4 separate regions of the Mus musculus genome follow, and regions 1, 2 and 4 are each linked to region 3. A link is a contact called in public promoter capture Hi-C data. All regions are on one chromosome and are shown on one strand. Each heading gives the region's core, a stretch centred on a gene start, on an enhancer-like site or on the middle of the called end of the contact. The rest is flanking DNA. Distances are from core to core; before and after follow the strand shown. Region 1 holds the start of 2310005A03Rik (RIKEN cDNA 2310005A03 gene). Region 2 has its middle 49 kb from the start of Eif2s2. Region 3 holds the start of Mmp24 (matrix metallopeptidase 24). Region 4 overlaps Itch (itchy, E3 ubiquitin protein ligase).

Region 1 (3,056 bases), core at 161-2,660, 680 kb before region 3:
CACAATGTGTGATGTGCGGGTACGAGCAGGTTACTCTGCAGCAAGGATTGGAAAAGGGACCAAAAGAGGAATTTCACTTTTTCTCCACAGACTCTGACACCGACTGGCTGTGTGATCCTGGACAGACTGCATCACCTCATGGACATTTTTTCATCTGTGAGGGGAAGATTTCCTGGCAGTGGTCTGAGAAATGGTGGCAAGGACTGAAGGAGTTACATGCATGGAGAGTACTGTACCACCAGTTGGGCAGAGATGGAATTGCACTTCTTTTTGCTCTGTCTTTTCATCATCTTAGAAGTGGGTGGAGCCTCCTCTTCATAATTCCTACAGGGTTTAATACTGAGGAGAAACTTTGTAAAGTAAAGGATTTTTAGGGTTGGGGCGGTGGCACAGTAGGTAAAGCGCTCGCTGTGTCAGCCTGAGGACCCGGGCTGGTACTTACAACAAAGCATGGTATGATCATCAATAATGCCAGCACAGTTGCATAACGACGGGCACATCCCCGGGGAATCAGCTGCCAGCCAATCTCATGCTAGGTTCAGTGAGCAATTTCTCCCCAAAAATAAGCTGGAGAAGGACAGAGGATGACGCTGAACTTTGACCTCTGGCCTCCACACACATGCATGAGTGAGTGCACCCACATCAACACACACACACACATGTGAAAAACAAATCTTTTAAAATAATAATATGGGTCCCTAAGTACTGGAATTGAGAACAGTGCCTACATCCCAACGTTTGTAAGATGTCAGTGGACTGCAGAATAAGTGTGGGGATAGTCCTCATGGTAATTATTTGAAGTTTCTTTCGGGCGGTAGTAAATGTCAAATTCTTTCCATTAACCATCTCTATCGTCTTTGTTCCTCTGCAGGGGCTGAGTCAGCCTGTTGGGTGACCCAGGCCTGCCCTAGGGGAGGGAGGAAGCTACACAACTAAGTCCTTTGAGCCTCACCCCTGGCCAGAGGGCATCAGCAATTGGAAAGTAGCCCGGCTTTATGGGGAAACAATGGTACCAGCCAGCTGCGGGTGAAGCTGGGCTGAGCCGCCTGGCCTGATCTGGTGCGTGTTAAGAAGGGTGCCCCTCACACCTGAAGGGTCCACTTCACTTGAAGACAACTTAAGTATCCATCAATCAGAGACAATTCTTAAAGCACTTTGGAAAGGGTGGCTCAAGAGAGTCAGGGAATGTAGGAAGGGAACCCCCTGAGCATTCCCCATGAACAGCTCTATGCATGAAATCCCCCAGTCTCCCTGCTAGAGGACCTCAGAGTCCATGGAATTGAACTATTCTGGCACATGGGGGAGAAAACAAAGGATCCCTAAGGGGCCGAAAGCTGTCTGAGGTCCCATATTACTAACAACCACAGAGCTGGAGCTAAAATCCGGGTTCCCTTTGACACGCCGAGTCCACACCGAGAAGCGATGTGTGCATAGCCTTTTATGAGCACACTCAAGTCCACATCTCTGACGAGTGTCCATCTGACACATAAGATAGTGTCTGGTCACCTGACCCCTGGAATCTGAAGCATGCGTGTCTCCAGGACAGACTCTTGCCTGTCTGACTGTCAAGTCTGTAATGCAGTAATTGCCAGAGTTCAAAGCCTGCCTCTAGAGTCTGGAAAAATAGCCCATAGATAAAATACTTGCTATACAAGCACACGTTCCAGAGTTCAAATCTCCAGAACCCATAACATCCAGGTGTGGCAGTAAGCTTCTGTAGTCCCAGTGTGGGAGTGAGTAGATAGAGGTGATCCTGTGGGTGGGGCTTTCTAGCAGGTCAATCTAGTCAAACCATTCAGCTGCAGTTTCAATGAGAGACCTTGTCTCAAAAAATCAGGTGTGGAAGCAATAAGGAAGACACCCATTGTCAAGCCGTGACTTCAACTTACACCAGTGTGAGCAGGCACATCCCCAGACGTGTGTGCATTCACATATCACACATACTTGCACACAAACTCACAAAGCTCAGGGATAACACTTCCTATGGGCGTGACCTTGGATAAATTAGTTTATTGCTTTGGTGGCTCCGAGATGGCCCTCAGTGATCTTTACCTCAGGGTGTCTATGCCCTTACGTGGACAGTTTTCTGGGGAAGGGGGGAGGAGGGGGGAGGGGGGGGGTTCCTCCCACAGGGTATCTATTCCCTGTTGTAGGCAGTTCCTTCTCACGAATGCGACTGGCCTCTGTAACCACTGAAGGATTGCAGAAGTGAGAGCCCAACCTCAGGTCAGAGAAGCCATGAGAAGTTCTATCTTGCTCTCTTGAGCCACTGGCTATGGGGAGAGTCAGCTCCCATGTCAAGCTGCTCAAGGAAAGAGCCACACAGCTAGGGGCTGAGTCCATTTTCTGCTGCTATAACACGTATAAAGAAGTTTAATTGGCTCAAAGTCCTTGAGCTCTCTGCTGAGGGCCTTCTTGCTGCATCATGACTCAGATGCATGGAAAAAAAGGAACAGGGTGTGTGTGTGTGTGTGTGTATGCTGGGGCTGTTGGTGGGGGCTGGTCTTGCTCTTGCTTCTGATGATCAACCCACTCCCACAATGCTGGCTTTAGTTTCCTGATATGATTAACCTCCTGACAACCTCCCAACACTTTCAGAATAGCATCAACATCAGAAGAGGCATTCAGACCATGTGTTACAAGTACAGAGACGCCGGGTGGTGGTGGCACACACCTTTAATCCTAGCACTTGGGAGGCAGAGGCAGGTGGATTTCTGAGTTCGAGGCCAGCCTGGTCTACAAAGTGAGTTCCAGGACAGCCAGGGCTATACAGAGAAACCCTGTCTCAAAAAAACCAAAACCAAAACAAAACAACAAAAAAAAAAACAACAAAAGCAAACAAACAACAACAAACATTTCTCTCCTTCCATCTTAAGTTTCAGGGATCAAACTTAGGTTGTCAGACTTGCAGAGCAATCGCTTTCTCCTCATGAGCCATCTCATCAGCCCTGGTCTCCTCATTTTCCTAGCAATTTCATTCAGAGTTCAGGTCCGAAATACCCTAGCCCAAGAACAAACCCTGCAGGGAACCTCTGCCACCCCCCCACCCCACCCCC
Region 2 (3,240 bases), core at 450-2,949, 830 kb before region 3:
GAGAATCTGACTGGCCTAGGAGTCCAGTAGGAATCTAAGGGCAGGGAGTCTGTGGGTAGAAGGCCTGCACCTTCCTAAGTACAGGCATGCCAGGATCTTCACTCCAAAGAGCTTGTCCCCTGGCTGGCCCTCCTTCCTCATAGTTTTCAGGCCCTGTGATCTTTACTGTAAAGCGAACCATCTGGCTTCGATATGGGCTCCTGACTTACTTAAAGCTTTTCATGTCTCCAGCACCAGGAAGCTCTCTAGCCCCTTTATGTAAGCACTTGGGCATCTAAGATGACTCTCTCGCCATCTGGGCATAAGAGCCCACTGGACAACAATGTAGAATAGAGAATAATAAGAATCCATGTGGGGGGGCTGGTGAGATGGCTCAGTGGGTTAGAGCACCCGACTGCTCTTCCGAAGGTCCAGAGTTCAAATCCCAGCAACCACATGGTGGCTCACAACCATCCGTAACAAGATCTGACTCCCTCTTCTGGAGTGTCTGAAGACAGCTACAGTGTACTTACATATAATAAATAAATAAATCTTTAAAAAAAAAAAAAAAAAAAAAAAAAAAAAAAGAATCCATGTGGGAAGATAAGTCTGGGATTCACAGAGGTGGAGCCCAGGCTCAGTCGCCTGTGAGTGTCAAAACAGGGGACTAGGTCCCCCAACCCATGCTACAGTTGGATGTCCATCTGAATCTTTGGCTCTTTCCTAAAGAGAGCAGAACCCAGAACTTCTTGAAGAAATCAAGGAAGGAGGTCTTATCTTAATAAGAGACCACACAAAGGAAGATTCAACCCCATAAGTTGGCACTCCAGTCACCAAGATCAGATGAAGGGATCAGGTATGTGTCAGATGATCAACAAGATTCACTGAGAGGAAATTGGATGGAGTGGTGAGGAGGTGAAGGCTAGGGGGAACTGGTCACTTCCCAGAAGGGATCAAAGCCACTAAGGGCTCTCTGAAGGGATGCCAGCAAGCTAAGGAAAATGTGCAAGCCCTCTCCTTATGTAGCTGCATGCTTCACAACTTTTCCATCACTTGTTCCTGTTCAGGACCAGTGTGGCTGCTCACCCTCTGCATGAAAGGCTTTCTTAGCACATACCCCCATGGCTGGACTCTTCCCTCTGAGATTCTATTGTTCTTTGTACCACGTGACCCCCTTTCCTTCCTAGAATCCCTAGTCATTGAAATCCCCTTTGTTTACCTATCTTGGTCTCCTGTTCCCCCTGCAGTCTAAGTGCTAGGAAAGTGTCCTTTGCTGCTGCCTACCCAGTGCCTACAACATCACCCACAGAGCAGCAGGTTGATAAAAGTCACAAATGAGCAGGCAGCCAGGCCTAGGAAAGTTGGCCCTAGACAGCCAGATGAAATCGTAATGGGATGCAGATGGCCAGGAGGACTATAAATGATAAGAGAGGAAATTGGGAGCAGTTACCTAAATCTCCTGGGAAGTGGAAATAGAAAGTGAAAATAAAAGAATAACCACATTTTGCCTGATGTCTTCCAGCTTTGATCATATCCAGCAGGGTTGAACACCGGGCTCCTATGTGCTCAGTGTTAGGCTGAGCTACCGCTAACGAGATAGCCTTAAGATAATGAGGCAAAGCAACCTCAGCACGGCCTCTTGGCTGAGTGTTTAAAGCCCACACTGAGTTCACCATCTAACAGGAAAACACAGCTAAAGCCCGGCTACGTGAAAATGGGGAAGGAACCACAAGGTTGTGTATGAACTCCAAGGGGAAGGAAAGAGTCGGGGGAAACTATGGGAGAGACTGGGGGAGGAGGTGGGGTGAGTCCAGGCTGGCCTTGAACTTCTGATCTTTCTTCCTCTGTCTCCCAGTTGCTAGAGCTACAGGTACGTACCACTGTGCTCGGCTCTAGGACGTTTCATTTAGGACATAAAGATAGATAAAGAATTCATCAGGCAGAGAGACAGAAAATGTATTTCAGATGAGGTGACCATGTGAGAAAAGGGTATGGAAGCTTAGAGTACTCCCTATGCTCAGAGGACAGCAAGCAACCATCCCAGAAACAGGGCACGGGATCAATCAACAGATTTTTAAAAAAAATCACCCCAGGGTGTTAGAGCTGGAAGCTGATTTTGACTGAGGGAAAAGGGACTCTTGAGGTTAGCGAAGAGAGAGCTTCCTGAGCGGGGCTTGAGATGGTGATAAAGAGAGGTGAGTCCTTGTGAGGCCAAGTCTGACTGCAGCCCTTTCACTGATGCCTAGGGCCACATTGTTTTGAATGGGGCGCCTGTGTGCTCAGAGGGGCGGGCACAGACACTGCTGATTCCCAGCCTCCGCCCCAGGCATTCATCAGGCAAAGACGCCAACCTAGAGTAGAGGCCTGATATAACCACTGGGAGCAACGCACCAAGGACAGCAGGCACCGGTTGAGCAATCGATGTCTTTTCCTAAATAGCTAAAAGCTCCTAAAAGCGGGGAGGGGGTATTTCTTCCATCCATCGTTCATGGAGAGCCAGGAGCTAAGAAAGAACTAAGAAAATGGGACGTCTCCACAACCTGCACTTGTTAACAGTATTTAAGACCAGCCTGTGCTCTTTAAATCAGATGTTTGTTGGCTCAAAGATGCCTCCAGTCTTATTTAACTCTGCCTCGTGGAAATTGGAACCTGGACATTTCCGGGATGTACACAAGTGGGTGTGTTATGTGAATGAGTGTCACCCCAGGCCCCAGATCCCCGTTCCTCCCTAACCAATTCAGTGGGAACCTGAAATAAGGATGAACTCAGACGAGGACCTGAAGAGAAAGGAAAGGAAACTACTGGGCAGAACCAACTCTGAAATGGGCCTCAAACTCGGCGGCTGCAAAACCTATCCGCGAGACTGCACTGCCCCCAGGCGGCCACAGCGCTCTGCTCCGGAGACTTCCTGATGGATCTCATCACAGACTCAGTAGAGGGAAGACAAGAGGAAAGACCTTGTATATTTGTTTCTGGGCTCAAGCTGTTACCTGTTATCAGTTATTTTCCTCCATCTCCTCCCCGCTTTCCTTATTCCTTCTTTTTCCCCTTCCTTCCCCAGGAGTCAGCGTTCCTCCGGTTGTCCGGCTTGGTGGCAAACACCCGCACCCATCATACACCTCATTACTACTCAATGGTTTTCCTATTCATTTTCTCCATTTGTCTCTTTCTTTTCTTTTCTTCTTTTCCTTCTCCTCCTCCTCCTTCTTTTTACAAAGTGTTAACACAGAGATGCACTTTAAATCTGAGCACCCCTATGAT
Region 3 (3,067 bases), core at 392-2,891:
GTATGGAAAACTCTTTATCCACAGAGCCATCCCTCCAGCCCAACCAGCCCTGCTTCATTCAGTCTTTTGTCTGCTTCGCTAGGCTCTTCCTTTGGCTGTGTCCAGATGGGGCCCTTGGCCCTTTGCTCTTTTCCTACTCTGCTCTTTGGGCGCCTGCCACACTTTATCTTTTCTTCTCTACTCATCCCTGTGCCCACCCATCTCTAAGACCGTGCAGTAGCTCCCAGTTTCCAGAGGTCTAACTCCTAGCTCCTTGCCACCTCCCCCAGGCTAGTCCTCGCCAGGAGGACTCCAGATCTGTGAAAATGCCATAGTCCACCTTCTGCACTGCCCATCACCTCCTTTCATGTCCTTTGTCACCTCATCCTTTACCATCCTAGCAGACAAGATGTGCTTTGAGGCCAGAGCACTCCAGCTGCACCCTTATGAATCATGTATGTTTGGCAAACTTATCCAGAGCCTCCTCTTTATCCTAAAGTGGTTTACGATAACAACCTGTTTTCACGGAGCTTCTCACAGGACTTCGGGAGGAATAATTCAGTGACGGGCTTAGCCCGATGCCTGGGATGTAGTAGGCATTCAATAACTAGTAGCTGGTGTTGGGATCTGTGTGTCCTTTTATGGAGGCTCTCATCATGCTCTGCCTTGGGAGAGGACTAACACGGAACACTTATTAAATTCTGAGGCACGACGGTACACAGGAGTAGTGAGGGCAACATTTTATAAAACGGAGATGAGCCAGTGCTTGCACACAGGTCTGTGTATGTCCCTGTTCCACACCTCCAAACTACCAAACAACCACAACGTACACATTATCTCTGTAGATCTCTGTAGTCACCCCATAGGGACCCACAGACACCACACACACACACACACACTGCCCCGACCCTCCCCCTTGTTTAATTCCAGCCTTTCCTCCAGAGCATTGGTAGAGCCCCACTGTCTCCTACATACCTACCTCCGGCCTCCCTAAGCCGGGACCCCTGGAATCCTTTCTGATACTTGGTATCCTGTTTGTCTCAGTGCTTACGGTTTCTCACTAGGTGTAACCTTCTACACCTTGGCCCAGGAGCCTCCCTTTTCACTTTAGTAGCCCCAGAAGCCCAGGGCACTGCTGGTGTTCCATAGAAGGTGTTCCACAAATGTGGGACATTCAGGGGGTGGGTGATCCCTCTCCCTCTGAGGGGTAAAGGAGCGAACTTCCCAGAGGGGTCTCCCGACCCCAGTGAAGCACTGCCCAGGTTTGCTCTTCTTGGTTCTCAGCACCACCCCTCTTAAGCCCCCGAAACCCTTTCTCCGATGTCAAGCATTTTTGAGCTCGTTTTCTTCCAAACCCGGCGGTCTCCCCAGACCCCTTTTCTCCAGTGTTAAGCCTCAGCCCTTCTCCCCCAGGGCTAGCCTGGGGTTACAGACCCGGGGCCCGGCCAGCCGCCCTAGGGCCAGAATTATTTATCTGGCCTCTTCACCCTCCCTCAGGGTTGCCCTCTTTGCACCCGGGGCCTGGAGCGAGCGCCTCCCGCAGCCCCGCCGCTGCCGCCTCCCGCAGGTCCCGTTCGGGCGCTGCCCCCGCGCCCCCGGCCGCCCCTCGCCGGGGCGGGGCGCGCGGAGGCGGGGGCGCGCGGCGGCCGAGGCGGCGGCGGCAGGCGGGCCAGGCGCGCGTCCGCGGCGCCGTGACTCGGCGGCTCCGCAGCGGCTGCAGCGGGAGGACCCGGCCGGAGCCGCCGCCGCCGCCGCCGCCATCGCAGCCGGGCGGCCGGGCCCCCGCCGCCGGGATGCCGAGGAGCCGGGGCGGCCGCGCTGCGCCGGGCCAGGCCTCGCGCTGGAGCGGCTGGCGGGCCCCGGGGCGGCTGCTGCCGCTGCTGCCCGCGCTCTGCTGCCTCGCGGCGGCGGCGGGGGCCGGGAAGCCGGCCGGGGCGGACGCGCCCTTCGCTGGGCAGGTGGGCAGGCGCGCGGGGTCGAGGCCGGGGCCGGGGCTGGGCAGGGGGCGGCACCGACCGGGCCTGGTTCGGGGTGCCTGGCGCCGGGTCAGCGCGAGGGCCGGGCGGGGCCCGCGGGCCGGGCTCCGTTCAGCACCGCGGACAGAGGCAGCGGGCGGGGGCGGAGCGGAGGGTCGAGGTGGCCGCGGTGACGGTGGGGCGTGTGGCCTGCAAGGCTGTGTGTGAGGGAAACCGTACGCCTCGGAGTAAATAGTAAGCGCAGCCAGTGTGTTGTGGGCTGGAGGAGAAGCCGAGGATGTTGGAGCTGGAGAAGGGGGAGGGAAGAGGGCGAGGAAGGACCGGATCGCGGTCTTGGTAGCTGAAGGGCCGTCGGGATAGGCGAGATCAGCGTGGCCCCACCGGGCAGAGCTGAGGCCAACGGACCGTGGGGGGTGGGGGATTACAAGAAGGCACATTTCGGCCCAAGGCAGGAAGTTTTTAACAATTGGAGGTGCTCAGCCAGCCCAGGAGGCGGTGAGCTGCTCATCACTGGCATGTGCAAGTAGGAGCTCCAAGAGGGGATTGGATGGATGCATGCATAATGCCTGCATGGATACATGCATAATAACAACCGTGCACTATGGGCCAGACTTGGCGCTATGTTTGATAGGAATTAGCTTATTTAACCCCAGCATGTATCCTGTGAGCTTGTTGTAGCACCTGTCCCCATTTTACAGATGAGGATAGAGACCCTGAGAGCTTAAGCAATTCGCTCAAGGTCACAGAGCTAGTGGTTTGACTCTAGTCTGTTTCATGTTTAAGCCAGGACATTATGTCGTATAAGGTCCGGGACAGTTGTACTAATTTTGTTGCTGTCTCCCAGCCTAGAAGCCTGCAATTCTAAAAAAAAAAAAAAAAAATAATGTTGAACCAGTGTTAACGTTGCTGGAGGAAATTGGTGATTGCCTGAATTATCCCGAGAGAAGTGTGTTTGTTAAGTAGACAGGCTGTTTAGAAGAATCTGCCAGAACAGCAGTTTTTAACTGGGCAAGGGACTCAAGGGATCATAAATTCTCTGAAATTTTCTGCTAATTTGTGTTTATATGTGAAAAATGTGTGTTTTTCTAGAAGGGAAGCTCCCGATTTCCTCA
Region 4 (3,052 bases), core at 26-2,525, 560 kb before region 3:
TTTGTTTTATCTTCTTAGGGCTAATCAGATGTCTCAACTGATAAAGACATTTTACAAGCCTGATAATTTGAATTAATTTCCAGGAACTCACATTTACGTAGAAGGAAAGAACCACTCTACAAAGTTCTGACCTCCAGTTGTGCACCGTGGCATGCATGCAAGTGCATATACACATATACCATGTATTATTATTATTATTCACACAAGTACACACATACAAACACCCTATGCCTGCATTATTATTATTATTGTATTTTTCTTGCATAAAATTTCTCCATGAGGCCGGGCAGTGGTGGTGCACGCCTTTAATCCCAGCACTTGGGAGGCAGAGGCCTCTGAGTTCGAGGCCAGCCTGGTCTACAGAGTGAGTTCCAGGACAGCCTGGGCTACACAGAGAAACCCTGTCTCGAAAAAAACAAAACAAAACAACAACAATAAAAAAAAATTCTCCGTGAATCTAATATATTTTTTTAAAAGTAATTTAAGTATGTTACATTTTTTTCTATTTCTTCCTCTTCACTTATTTTCTAAGACAGATAACTGGGGCTGCCTCAGCTGCAGGAGAGGCTGGCTTTGACCTGGTCTGCGTACAGTACTTCCCACGAACTGAGATTACAGGCCTCAGGCTTCAAGTTGGATGTATTACTGTTTCATCTAATTTGAAAAAGCAGTCATGGCAGTGGCCATTATGACACATGGGATTCTTTTTTTTTTTTAAAGATTTATTTATTTATTATATGTAAGTACACTGTAGCTGTCTTCAGACACTCCAGAAGAGGGAGTCAGATCTCATTACGGGTGGTTGTGAGCCACCATGTGGTTGCTGGGATTTGAACTTCGGACCTTCAGAAAAGTAGTCGGGTGCTCTTACCCACTGAGCCATCTCACCAGCCCGACACATGGGATTCTACTGAATTTCAAAATCTTCTCTGTTCCATGTTAGTGGAGCTGTTACCTGCTTGTCTCTGTCGTTAGAGATACTGTAGTGAATGGAAGGAAGCATGCAAAGTGAGTGACCGTCTCCTCTGTCCAGAACATTTTCTTACAGTCCTTTTTTGTGATAACCATTGCTGTTCCCTTATCTTACTGGGATATATCACTGCCAGTGAACAGGACTCATTGTTACAGACACAAAGAACTACTAATCTCTGTTATTCTGGATTTCGTCAGTAGAACACAAGAACTTTTTGTGCATGGCTGTCCTATATACTTAGAACGTTTAGTGTCCTGACCATCTAGTTCAAAAAAGCCAGCAGCACTACCAGTCACTTTAATCACCAGTGAGTGCTCCCCGGGGAGCTATAGTGTCTGGTTACTGAAGCAGTACTTGGTGCTGCTGAGCAGCACAGCTGTATCTAACAAGAGGTAGGAGACAAGCTTTGTGGAGAGGTGAGCGCCCATCTGAAGCTCAGTTGTACAAGGTCTGTGAGCACAGGCCTTCCTGTTGAATTCATGGGGTAAAGTTTTGACAGTTGGATATTTATGTATTTTTATGTAAGCTGTTATTAAATACGTGATTGTGCTATTCTAGCTAAGGAATGATAAATAAGCTGCAGGTTTTCCTCTTGGTATATATTAACAAAATGGTTCTCGAATTTCATCACTTGTCGGAAGTGCCTGGAAGCTTGTTAAAATGTGTAGAGTGGCCTCTGTTCCTAGAGTTGTTACTGCAGTAGGATTGGGAGAGGGCCTGGGCATCCGTGATTCTGAATGGCAATACTGCTGTTGAACTGGGAAGCATAAAGAATTTCTGAGCCAACAAGCTTTGTACTTTCATTATGTTCTAGGGAGTAATGGACCACAGAAGTTCTGCATCGAAAAAGTTGGCAAAGAAAATTGGTTACCCAGAAGCCATACTTGGTAAGCAAAATCAGAAATGTAGAAAACAGTCTTTTATTCACTTAGCCTCTGTCTACTTACTAGTAATGGCATAATTTAAATAATTTCCCCATAGCTTAACAACTTTACCAAGGCAGAATTTATGTATCACCCAATATATGATTTATTTATTTGTATTTGGGTGTGTGTGTGGCTGCATTAGTGTATGCGCATCATGTTTAACTCGCAGGTGTCCCGGCCACCCAGTGCAGCTGCTGGCAGTTGACCCCTGGCCCCCCAGAAGAGCAGCAAGAGCTTTCTGTGCTATCTCAGCAGTGCCCCACGCCCCCCTTTGAGATAGGATCCCATAGCTCATACCGCCCTCGACAGCCTCGTCTTTCTACGTCCCGAATGCTGGGGTTTCTAGTATACCAGGCAATGTAACCCATTTTGAGTTCAGGATATTCAGTAGACTTGCAGGGTAAGGCAAGCAGCCCTGCAGGTGTTGTGGAGTATACCCTCCAACTCAAGACAACCCCTGCCTGTCATTTGCCCTGCACGCCTTTTTCTGCCTCTCAAAGTTTAAACATGGGATTTAGAATTCTTGTACTTTTTCTCTGAAACAAGAAATGAAGTTTGAATTTTAAGAATCCTTTCTTAGCAATATGGTAAACAGGATTTTATTTCTTTTTGGTTTTCTTTTTGCAGTACTGGAAATTGAACCCAGGCACTTGCACATACCAGGCAAGCCTTCTGCTGACAGAGCTATATCCCTAGACCTTGTTTTCTGTTTTAAAATGCAGTTTAGCCTCATTTCCAAAAATGCACTAAAAATCAACCAGTCTTGATCTCGTTTTTCTTTTTTTCTTTTTTGCAGTCTTGATCTCAGGTAGAGTTAGTTTATATTGGAATTCAGTCTGCTGTCAAGCATATTTGGATTTTAACCATTATAGGCATGTGGCATTTAGTGCTAATAAGTGGGTTAACAGGGCTGTGAAGGCTTCCCTGTCCTCCAGCGGCTGCTGTGTGCTCACTAAACACACACTTGTAACCTCCAGCTCCTCGTGACAGTCTTCTTTTTGTCTCTGGGACTTTGGCAAAGTCAAGTACTTTTTACCTATGGAATCAGATCCTTCTCTCAACTGGCTTATTGTACTGAATGTAATGTGTTACAGTATATATCACAGTGTTCTCTTTTATTGAGTCATCTCGTTGTTGAATATGGCCTTAGGGA

The links. Promoter capture Hi-C pulls out the DNA fragments that hold promoters and counts their contacts.
Region 1: a contact with region 3 is called in a promoter capture Hi-C map of pre-B cells, with 5 times the contacts expected there. The contact joins the promoter of 2310005A03Rik here to the promoter of Mmp24 in region 3. A contact is called at or near these places in 6 of 39 promoter capture datasets (the 3T3-L1 cell line, embryonic stem cells, fetal liver and 3 more) and 1 of 9 other capture datasets (embryonic stem cells).
Region 2: a promoter capture Hi-C map of the HPC-7 cell line shows a contact between it and region 3, with 5 times the contacts expected there. The contact joins the enhancer-like site here to the promoter of Mmp24 in region 3. A contact is called at or near these places in 6 of 39 promoter capture datasets (the HPC-7 cell line, HPC-7-derived erythroid cells, hematopoietic stem and progenitor cells and 3 more) and 1 of 484 Hi-C or Micro-C datasets (cortical neurons).
Region 4: a contact with region 3 is called in a promoter capture Hi-C map of pre-B cells, with 2.1 times the contacts expected there. The contact joins the enhancer-like site here to the promoter of Mmp24 in region 3. A contact is called at or near these places in 8 of 39 promoter capture datasets (the 3T3-L1 cell line, 3T3-L1-derived adipocytes, the HPC-7 cell line and 5 more), 5 of 484 Hi-C or Micro-C datasets (cerebral cortex, cortical neurons and ventral hippocampal neurons), 1 of 115 datasets of contacts at active chromatin or transcription factors (craniofacial prominence) and 1 of 9 other capture datasets (embryonic stem cells).

Annotation. Positions count from the first base shown.
Region 1 is chr2:155,098,669-155,101,724 of GRCm38.p6, forward strand. 2310005A03Rik (RIKEN cDNA 2310005A03 gene) reads right to left here and starts at 1,411. Exons shown (of 3, transcript NR_040634.1): 1 at 1,360-1,411; 2 at 443-567; 3 at 1-339. It overlaps Gm45609 (a long non-coding RNA gene), which reads left to right. Exons shown (of 3, transcript XR_001783519.2): 3 at 91-842.
Region 2 is chr2:154,940,447-154,943,686 of GRCm38.p6, forward strand. No RefSeq gene overlaps it. Among named protein-coding and RNA genes, the nearest start is that of Eif2s2, 49 kb to the left of the region's middle. Within about 2 kb of position 1,700, at least 29 of the 459 cell types and tissues checked have an H3K27ac peak or open chromatin away from gene starts, as enhancers often do. A contact at or near this core is called in the HPC-7 cell line, where this site is marked.
Region 3 is chr2:155,773,701-155,776,767 of GRCm38.p6, forward strand. It overlaps Mmp24 (matrix metallopeptidase 24), which reads left to right and starts at 1,642. Exons shown (of 9, transcript NM_010808.4): 1 at 1,642-1,937. The coding sequence starts at 1,773.
Region 4 is chr2:155,218,421-155,221,472 of GRCm38.p6, forward strand. Itch (itchy, E3 ubiquitin protein ligase) reads left to right here. Exons shown (of 25, transcript NM_008395.3): 24 at 1,788-1,860. Among named protein-coding and RNA genes, the nearest start is that of Gm52565, 17 kb to the right of the region's middle. Within about 2 kb of position 1,276, at least 6 of the 459 cell types and tissues checked have an H3K27ac peak or open chromatin away from gene starts, as enhancers often do. A contact at or near this core is called in pre-B cells, where this site is marked.